2 separate regions of the Mus musculus genome follow, and region 2 is linked to region 1. The links are chromatin contacts, called in public promoter capture Hi-C maps. All regions are on one chromosome and are shown on one strand. Each heading gives the region's core, a stretch centred on a gene start, on an enhancer-like site or on the middle of the called end of the contact. The rest is flanking DNA. Distances are from core to core; before and after follow the strand shown.

The links. Promoter capture Hi-C pulls out the DNA fragments that hold promoters and counts their contacts.
Region 2: a promoter capture Hi-C map of hematopoietic stem and progenitor cells shows a contact between it and region 1, with 3 times the contacts expected there. The contact joins the promoter of Prss36 here to the promoter of Ctf2 in region 1. A contact is called at or near these places in 7 of 39 promoter capture datasets (the C10 cell line, cranial neural crest, hematopoietic stem and progenitor cells and 3 more), 4 of 484 Hi-C or Micro-C datasets (bone marrow-derived macrophages, embryonic stem cells and muscle stem cells), 4 of 115 datasets of contacts at active chromatin or transcription factors (bone marrow-derived macrophages, embryonic stem cells, epiblast stem cells and 1 more) and 4 of 9 other capture datasets (adipose tissue, liver, macrophages and 1 more).

The regions. Positions count from the first base shown.
Region 1 is chr7:127,723,697-127,728,725 of GRCm38.p6, reverse strand. Ctf2 (cardiotrophin 2) reads left to right here and starts at 3,110. Exons shown (of 3, transcript NM_198858.1): 1 at 3,110-3,159. The coding sequence starts at 3,144.
Region 2 is chr7:127,944,533-127,949,561 of GRCm38.p6, reverse strand. Prss36 (protease, serine 36) reads left to right here and starts at 2,837. Exons shown (of 15, transcript NM_001319147.1): 1 at 2,837-3,150; 2 at 3,473-3,511; 3 at 3,689-3,724; 4 at 4,163-4,325; 5 at 4,640-4,920. The coding sequence starts at 3,114.

The sequences.
Region 1 (5,029 bases), core at 1,861-4,360:
CAGTACTTGGGAGGCAAAGGCAGGTGGATTTCCGAGTTTGAGGCCAGCCTGGTCTACAGAGTGAGTTCCAGGACAGCCAGAGCTACACAGAGAAACCCTGTCTCCAACACCTCCCCCCCAAAAATTATGTTTTTTGAAGGAAAACGGATGCAACTGGAGACTACCATTTAAAAACATTTTGTGGAAAAAATGTGTGTGTGTGTGTGCTTGCGTTTGCTCTATGCTCCTATGCACATGCAAGGGGAAGTCACAGGACAATTTGCATGTTCTTCTGGTGATGTTGTTTGATTGGTAGAGTGTTTATTTAGTATTTGAAAAGTCCTGGGTTCAATCCTTTTTTTTTTTTTTTTTTTGGTTTTTCGAGACAGGGTTTCTCTTTATAGCTCTGGCTGTCCTGGAGCTCACTTTGTAGACCAGGCTGGCCTCGAACTCAGAAATCTGCCTGCCTCTGCCTCCCGAGTGCTGAGGCGTACTGGCTTTTTTTTTTTTTTTTTTTTTTTTTTTTTTTTTTTTTTTTTTTTGGCAATCTAGGCTATAGACTGAGTCCCTGTCTTAAAAAACAAACTCAGTAGGGCTGGAGAGCCAGCTTAAAGGGAGCTCACAACCGCCTGCAACTCTAACTACAGAAGGATTTAGTGCCATCTCCTGGCCTCCACAAGCACCTACACCTGTATGTACACAACGCATGTACACAAATAAACAAAATGTAATGCCAGGAGTGTAACTCAGAAAAACAGCATTTTACTAGCATAGGAAGGGCCTCGGTTCAACTCTACTTCCTCCCACCCGCCAGTATTTGAGACAGGGTGTCAACCGGAACTCACTATAAAGACCAGGCTGGCCTCTAACTCACAGATATCCTTGCCTCCCTAGTGCTAGGATTAAAGTCGTGTGCCACCGAGCCTCGCACGAGTTCTGTTCTTAATACCACAGACAAGGAAGGAAGTAAAGACCAAATCTCAGAGAGATTAACTTTCTCAAGCCAGTGGTGAACACAGGCAGGACTTTCAAGCCTGCTGACCTTTAAACTGCTAGAATTCCCAAGGCGTCGGCTTCTCTCAAGACCAGAACTGCAATAGAGATGGTCAGACCCTCAGGGCAGGGTGAGACAGGGTGATGGGGCTGCTGACCTCCCTAACACTAAGCTGGTCACTTTGAACAAAAAAGAGCTGGCCCTGGGATGAGAGGTGAACCCCCCAGCTCTTTGGTGGGGTCTGGCCTTCCCTTCTGGGTGAGGCCACGCACGCCTTCACCTGCGAGTAGTGGAGATCAAGTATCTGTTCCCCTCCGCCTCCTCCCTCTATTCCACTGCCACGGCCTGGCCCACGCCTCAGTGCACCCACTCAATAGGCCTTCCCTAATCCCCTGACATCATCACCTACCTAGCACTGGCCCTACCTGCCAACCTGGCAGCCCCCATCTTTGGAGATGCTGCCTAGAAACCCCCTACTCAGAACTGTTTTGTGTCCTCAACCTCCTTCCTGAGCCCACAGTTCAGATCTGGGACACCCACTCCCATCCCCGAGCTGGGGACAGGGTCTAGGATTTGCCCGAGTTTTGTTGTGTGATTCCAGGTAAGTGGCTACCCCTTTCTGGACCTTGGATTCCTTAGTTAATTTTGCCTCACTCCCCACCCTCAACTAATCACTCTGAATCCTTTTGGCTTCTTAGGCACTTGTCACTGAGAAAACTTTGTGTTGTTTTATTTTACTTGATTTTACTTTGAGACAGGGTCTCATGTAGTCCAGGCTGGCCTCAAAGTCAAGAGTCCCCCTCTCTAGCCTTCTTAGTCCTAGGATTTTAAACATGTGCTGTCATGCGGACTGAAGCATCAGCTTTCGTCAGTTTCTGTTTCTTGTTGGTCTTCTCCACTGGGGATATCTTCCATTAACCCCAGTGCCACACACAGTAGGAGCTGTACTCTATCTGCTAAGTGAATGAATACAAGTTTCTCTCCACATTATCCTCTACCAGGGGAGGTGGAGCGAACTGTCCTCCAGCCCTCAAGGGAATAAGGACCAGCATTTGGCTGGCACACTCTGTGTCAGAGTGCAAACGGCATCCTTCCATGGTGGGCAAGTTCCCACAGCTCTGGGGAGGGGCCAGAAGGAGCTTTTCTGCACCTCCGGACATCCCCAGGGAAGAAGTCTCAGGAGCACGCACGTGAGGCCGCCTGCACATGTATACTGTACCTAGGCAGAGGGACAGGACCGCCTCAGAGGCTGAGATTGGCAGGGTGAGGACTCCTGTCAGCTGCACATGAGAAGTGTGATTACCTCCAAGTGCACAGCTGTATGCCGTAGGTGCTCGAGCTGGGATTCCAGCTGTTTTGGGATGTGTTTGTTTGTCTGTGTGCGTCTGTACAGATAAGTATGTATCTGTCTAGGACTCTGGGTATGTGATACATGCAAACCTGATAGGATATGTGCATACAGACATGCCTAGGAGGGTCGGCTCCATGTGGGCAGGGATCTGTTGCTTATCTTGTTCCATATTCTGTGCCAAGCACCTGAAGTAGGGACTGGCTCTATGACCCATGAGTACTGGAGCAAACAAACATGTGATATTGCCTGTGCGGTGTATGTCCCTGTATCCAGGGGCACACCTGGGTGTGGGTCATGGGGTTCTCAAACCACTCCCCCTGCTCCTTTCCCAAACTCCTTGAAAGCCAGGGCCCAGTACCTGGGTCCCCATGGGCGGAGCAGGGGGCGGCCTCCTCCTGGGAAACTGGATCCCAGGACGTGCAGAGCAGCAGGGAGCAGGGCTCCCTTTGTCCCCCATAATCCTCTCCCGCCCTTGCCCCCTGCTTTCCAACCACCAGGGTTTAAGGTCAAATTTGGGGGCCTTAGGGGTCTAGGGTGTCAACTTAGTGTCCCCTTCGCTGGCTATTTCTAGCCCTGGGGGCTCTGGTTGGCCTGGAATATATGCCCTCATCTTGGTCCCTCCCAAAACTCTCTATTCTATGCCCTAGCTGGGTCTGTGTCATTCTCTGGCAGGGCCCTGTCTGCTGCTTTCCTAGGGACTAGCTCCCCTCCCTCCTGGGCGGCTCTAAGGCTCAGTCCCAGGTATAAAGCTACCCAAGGAACAGGACAGGTGCCCTGGAAAGACCCAGAGACTGCAGAGGAAGGAGCCAAGGAGGGAGGATGTACTGCCTGCTGGGTGAGTGAGGGTACAGGGTATCAGGGCCCAGAAGCCAGGAAGGAAGATGGCTTTGCCAGCTATATCCTGCTGCTCAGTCTCAGTTACCCAATGACTGTAGGGCTGCTGGGACCCGTACATTCTTACACATAGGACTTACTCACTATCCACTCAAGGAGTGGTTATAGAGGCCCCACTATGTATTGGTACAGTTGTCTCTTGGCATCCACAGAGGATTGATTCTGGGACTTCTCCAGCAGAGACCGAACGCCACCGATGCCCCAATCTCTTAGATACAATGTCATACTTGCATATAACCTATGCACATCTGTTCATATACTTTATAGCTCCTCTAGACTATTATAACTGTTGATGCAGTGTCAATACTGTGTAAGTAGTGTGTTGTATTGTTTAGGAGGCAAGTAAAACAATCTCTGTATGCCCAGTGCAAATGTGATTATTTTGCCTCTGCAGTTGCATGAATGAATGGCTGCAGACATGGAAGGCTAACTGTACTGTGGGATATACAGAAGGGAACAGACATCTACAGGGGGCTGGTGATTGCCCTGTCAGATTTGTGCTATAAGCAACAAAGAAATAAGTCACACTGGGGGCAGCGGTACAGGCTTGTAACCCTAACACCTGGGATGTTGAGGCTGGATGGAGAGTTTGGGGCTAGCCTGGAATACATAGCAAACTCCATCCTAAGCTACATAACAAGACCCTGTCTACAAACAAACAAGAAAATTATGATGGCGTGTGAGAAGAGATGAGCTCACGCAACCTTAGTTTTTTTGGTGTTTGTTTGTTTGTTTGTTTGTCTGTTTTTCTTTTTTCATCAATGTAGGCCACAATATAGTAATGGAGTGTGGTCTTTCACTCAACCTTGTTGAACAAGCTCTGAAGGCGTCTCTGCTCTGTCTTCTTTCTTTCTTTTTAAAACAAGTCAGGGTCTCCCTGTGTAGACCAGACTGTTAAAGAACTCGGAGATCTGCCCCTTCTACTGGAATTAAAAGCACACACCACTTTCGGTTCTCTTCTGATTGGCTCTGAACTTCTGGAGTTTAGGGATGTAAGACAGTTAAGGAGACCACCCTACATTTCCGACCCTCCTTCCCAGGCGGGTGGCCTCACACCGGATGGGAGCACAAGCTTCCCCAGGGATTGGGAGGATCATTTGTCACCGTGTATTCAAATGGGAAACAATCAGCTTCCTGACACCTCTGATCCCAGCACTCTGGAGCGAGCAGCAGGAAGATGGCTAGAAAGCTCAAGGCCAGCCTGAGCCTTTAGATGGGAGGAGACCCTACCCTGTGTGATTTTGCACTGCTAGAGACCCTGCCTCAAACAAAAACAAGAAACCAAACCAAAAAAGGCAGGCCTGGCATGGTGGTGCATGCTTTGAGTTCTAGCACTCTGGAAGACAGAGGCAGGAGGATCTCTGTGAGCTCAAGGCCAGCCTGATCTTCATAGTGAGCTCCAAAACAGCCAGGGCTCTGTTACACAGAGAAACCTTGTCTTGAAAAAACAAAACAAAACAAAACAAACAAAAAAAAAAACAAAAACCAAGAAGGGCTAGAATACAACATTGATATCTGTACATCCGTATTGCAAGACTGGTCACAATAGCCAGGATGTGGATCCAGCTAGCTTGTCCAACAGCAAATGAATGGAGAAAGAAAATGTTCTTTACACACAATGGAATTTTATTCAGCCATAGAAGAATGAAATGATAACATTTCCAGATAAAATGAAGGGACTGAGATCATTATGCAAAGCAAAATAAGTCAGACTGCAACACATACTGCATGATTTCTCTCATACACAGGATCTAAGTTTCTTTCCCCTCTGAGACAGGGTTTCTTTGTGTATCCCTGGCTGGATTGTAGAG
Region 2 (5,029 bases), core at 1,588-4,087, 220 kb before region 1:
TCAAGGAAAACATTTTTTTGGAGTTGATTCATTTGTGTTTCCTTAGCTGACCCTAGAATCTGTTTAGAAACTCCTATTGGTCTCCTCACTCAGGTGTAAAAGCTGTACTCTTAAGGTAGGCTCAAACCAGGAGGTGGTCGCACAGGCATTTAATCCCAGCACTTGGGAGGCAGAAGCAGACAGATCTCTGAGTTCGAGACCAGCCTGGTCTCCAGAGCGAGTTCCAGAAAGAACAGAGTTCAGTGAGACGTCCATTTCTACATAGCCATGGCCTAGTCAAGGTGTGGAGCTTTCTGTGCTCCTTTCAGTCAGTACAGTCACCAGAAAGGACTTCCATTGGGGCTGGAGAGATGGCTCAGCGGGTAAGAGCACTGACTGCTCTTCCAGAGGTCCTGAGTTCAATTCACAGCAACCACATGGTGGCTCACAACCATCCATAATGGGATCTGATGACCTCTTCTGGTGTGTCTGAAGACTTTGATGGATTAGGCCTTTGTTTTAGTTTTGGCAGATAGGGCTGTCTACGTGCTAAGTTTTACAGCCTGAATAGTTCTTCCATCATGGAGTCAGATGTGCTAAGGTCTAGGGCCCTGCTATACTTCCAATCTCAGACAAATCTGACTACAAAACACTTGGAACAACAGACAGAACAGCTCAGCGGAGCCCAGCCACTCACAAAATGAGAAACTCAATAACACGGAGTGTTTCCCTTTAGCTTTGGAGGGAGCCAGGCTGGCCTCACACCGTTCCCCTGCCTCAGCCTCACAAGCATTGTGGTTATGGGCACACACCACTACAATAACTGGCTGTGTATTGTTCTTACTGTTTCCCTCAAAGCTTCTTCCCTGATGGGGACGAAGGTCACACTTTTCCACTGAGGACTGCAGCTTCTACTGGCTGGCTCTTTGCACAGACAGAGCTCTTCTTGAGTGCCAGAAACTACTCTCTATTCCTTCTCTGTCCCCCTCCTTTCTTCTCTCTCTTTGGGGCAAGGCAGCAAGGGCTCCCTCATTGCCACTCCTGTCTACCACTCTCCACTTTGTAGCCTTGAAACAGGATCTCTCATAGAACCAGAGCTCCACTGTTTTGGCTGACTAGTCCTTGAGCTCTTGGCCTCTGTCTTGTTCCAAGGGCAGCTGTGCCTAACTTTTTACACGGGTTCTGAGGATTTGATCTCAGGTTCTCCTCATGCTTACAACACAATCGTTCTTACCTATGGAGACAGCAATCCAGCCCCAGCCCAGACTCTCCATTCCAGCCAGCTAGTGCTTCCTCATCTTTTTGGTTTCCTTCAAGTCTACCCACACATGCAAAAAGCTCTATCCTCAAACACTCACTTCCTCTAAGCAGAGTCATGTTTGCTTGTTTGTTTGTTGAGACAAAGTCTTATGTATGTAGCCCAGGCTGGCCTTAAATTCCTAATGTAGCTAAAAATGACCTTGAACTCCTTTTGAAAAAATAATTTTTAAGATTTATTTATTTTATTTATATGAATACACTGTAGCTGTCTTCAGACACACCAGAAGAGAGCATCGGATCCCACTACAGAAGGTTGTGAGCCACCATGTGGTTGGTGGGAATTGAACTCTGGAACCTCTGGAAGAGCAGTCAGTGCTCTTAGCCACTAAGCCATCTCTCCATCTCTCCAGCCTGCCCGCCTTTAATATTTATTTATTTATTTATTTATTTATTTATTTAATGTATGTGAGTATACTGTCGCTGTCTTCAGATACACCAGAAGAGGGCATCAGCTGGAAGAGCAGTCAGTGCTCTTAACCACTGAGCCATCTCTCCAGCCCTGATACTGAACGTCTGATATTGCACCTACCGCCTACCTCCTAGGTGCTAGGATCATAAGCATTCACCAGCATGCCTGCTTTATGTAAAACTGGGGATCAAGCCCAGAACTTCATGCATTCTAGGCAAACATTTTACCAATTGAGCTATATCTTCTACCCAAACATGTGCTTTTTCCCTTGTTTCTCTCTCTCTCTCTCTCTCTCTCTCTCTCTCTCTCTCTCACACACACACACACACACACATACACGCACACACACACATGCTCGCACACACACTCACACATACTCACACTCACACACACACTCACTCACACACACCCCTCTATGCCATGTGGGTGCTGTTACCCACAGAGAGGGCATAGGAGGGCACCAAATCTGGAGCTGAAGTCACCGGAGGTTGTGAGCTGGTGTTGTGGATTCTGGAAACTGAACTCAGGTCCTCTGGAAGAGCAGCAAGCAATCATAGCAGCTAACCCACATCTCCAGCTTCTGTGTAGTCTAGGAACTGTGGACTGGAGTGCTTTCAGACTTCACAGTGTTGGGGTCACAGGTACTACCACACCCAGTGCCATACCTTCCTTAAATAGACTCCTAATGATAAATAGTGTACCAAGAGACGGAGTGACTTTTCTAAGTCACATGAAGAGCAAGCAAGGAACAGCATTGAGAGTCGACCACCCCAGCACAGAGGGGTTTCCAGCTTTACCAGGCTGCTTAGTCCTCTCCAGTACCCCCAGGCCTTGCTCAACAAGGCAGAATCTGTGATCCCTTTGTTAGGATGGAATTGAATTCCCTAGAGTTCCTGTCCCAGGCCTGGCCAGCAACTCCAGTAACCAGAGCTGTGTGAGAAGAAAAGGCCAAGCCACTGGGGAAGCCACACCCCAATCAAGGGTGAGGTCTCAGGTGAGTCATGCCAAGGGCTACTGCCCAGCCCCATCCTGCTCTTCCACGGACCCAGGGCATGTGCTCCTAGCACTCCACCCACCACAGTCCTCTGAGTCGGTTTAACACACGGGGCGCCCTGCTCAACTCTCCACATCCAACAGGTGTCCTGGAGTGAGGACACCGCCCTACCTCCACTCTGAGCCTCCAGATATGTGAGATGCACCAGAATTCAGGGTGGGGCCTTTGACCTCCCTATTTTCCCCTTTCAGGCCCAGATCCTCTCAGATTCCCACAGATGGGCTCCAGCCAGGGAGGGTGGGGCTACCCCTGGGACCATCAGGAGGAACCAGCTACATAGTCCGGTGACAGAGTGGTGGCAGGAAGCAGCCTCTCACCTGCCTCTGTGCCTCCAGCTGACTTTAGTAGACCATGTCCCATCACCTGTTTCTCCCAGTTGTAATCATGGGTAAGTTCAGAGGACCGGGCTTTAAGAAGCCTGGATACCAACCCTAGAGAGCTGAAAAGCAGGAGATATACCCTGCATCCCTTATGGCAGTAAGATAGCAGAGTAGGCAGAGGAGCAGAGTGTCAAGAGGAAGGACGGGAGGGTGGTGGAAGGAGGAGAGGGCCATACCAGGAGCCCGAGGGATTGTGCAGAAGGGGAAGGGGAAAGGAGGCCTGCATGCCATGGGGAGATGGAACACTGTAAAATAGGATGGAAGGAGAAAGAGCCACACCTAAGTGCATCATCTCTCCAGACTTTCCTTGCCTCCCTCTTGTCTTCTCAGTGGTCAGTCCCATCCCTCCAGGAGCCTTCCAGGACTCAGGTAAGACTGATGGACTGGGGAGAGTTGGGCTCAGATGCCTCAGTGTAGGCAGACCAAAGGGCTGAAACAGGGAACCGGGGGACTGAGGGCAGCAAAAGCCCAGGAAGAGCAGGAAGATGGTGCTGGCAGTGTCGGGGCTGAAGGAGCGTCTTTCTCTCTCTGTCTTCTGTCTTCTAGTGGTCAGTCCTACCCAAGGAGAATTTGAAGACCTAGGTAAGAGAGAGGCATGAGTTGCCTCCAATCTTGTCTTTTGTTTGCTTGCTTGTTTTTGTTTTCGTTTTGCTTTGCTTTGCTTTGCTTTGCTTTGCTCTTGAGACAGGGTCTCTCTCTATAGTCCTAGCTATCCTGAAACTCATTCTCATAGGCCAGGCTAACCTCACACTCACAGAGATCCACCTGTCTTTGCCTCCTGAGCGCTGGCACTAAAGGCTGTCTTGAATCCTAAAGAAGTTTCAAACTGGCTAGGTCATGAGTGAATTGGAAGTGCCCGGGCCCTCCAGCTTTGGCTTGCTCATGTTCAGAAGGGCAAACTGAAGGGGTTCAGGCTCCACCACCACCCTCCCCGAGTTACCAGGGTCTCTGGAGTCCAAGGGATTAGGAGAGGAGGGGAACCCTAACCGAGCTTTGACTTCTAGGGGGTCTCTATTGCAGACTGCGGCCGCCCTGAGCCCTCTTCCCGCATTGTGGGGGGCTCGGACGCTCATCCTGGCACTTGGCCATGGCAGGTGAGCCTGCATCAAGGTGGGGGCCACATCTGCGGGGGCTCCCTCATCGCCCCTTCCTGGGTCCTCTCCGCTGCTCACTGTTTCGTGACGTGAGTATAGTCTTTGTCCAGGTTCTCTCCTATAGCTAACCCTGCGCAGCAGCTCAACCTTCCCTGCTTATCCTTCCTGCCTGGCAATGCCACGCTGTCCAGGCTGAATACCCTAGAATAGAAATCTTTCCAACGCTCCCACTGACATCTCCAAGTCCTATTTGACCCTTTCGACTTCCACGGTGAAAAATCTGGATTCGCTCTCTCGCTGGGTTCCTACTGACCCTAGCTCCCCGTTGGCTCTGAGTCCCCAGTCCCAAGGACTGACTCCGTAGGGCCAACCTAGTCCCCTTCTCTCCCCGGCACTGGAGCAGGAATGGAACCTTGGAGCCCGCGGACGAATTGTCAGTTCTGCTGGGCGTGCACTCCCAGGACGGGCCCCTGGAAGGAGCGCACATGCGCTCAGTGGCCACCATCCTGATACCGGACAACTACAGCACAGTGGAACTGGGCGCAGACTTGGCTCTGCTGCGCCTGGCCTCGCCAGCCAAGCTGGGCCCCTCTGTGCGGCCGGTCTGCCTGCCTCGTGCCTCGCACCTCTTCGCTCACGGAACTGCCTGCTGGGCCACTGGTTGGGGGGACGTCCAGGAGGCTGGTAAGTGGGACGCACCACCGCCCTTGCAAGTGTGGGCCCTGAAAGCTGGGTCCTCTAGTGGGTTACCTCCTCGGAAGCTGAGCCTAAAGAATGGGACCCAGGCGGAGCT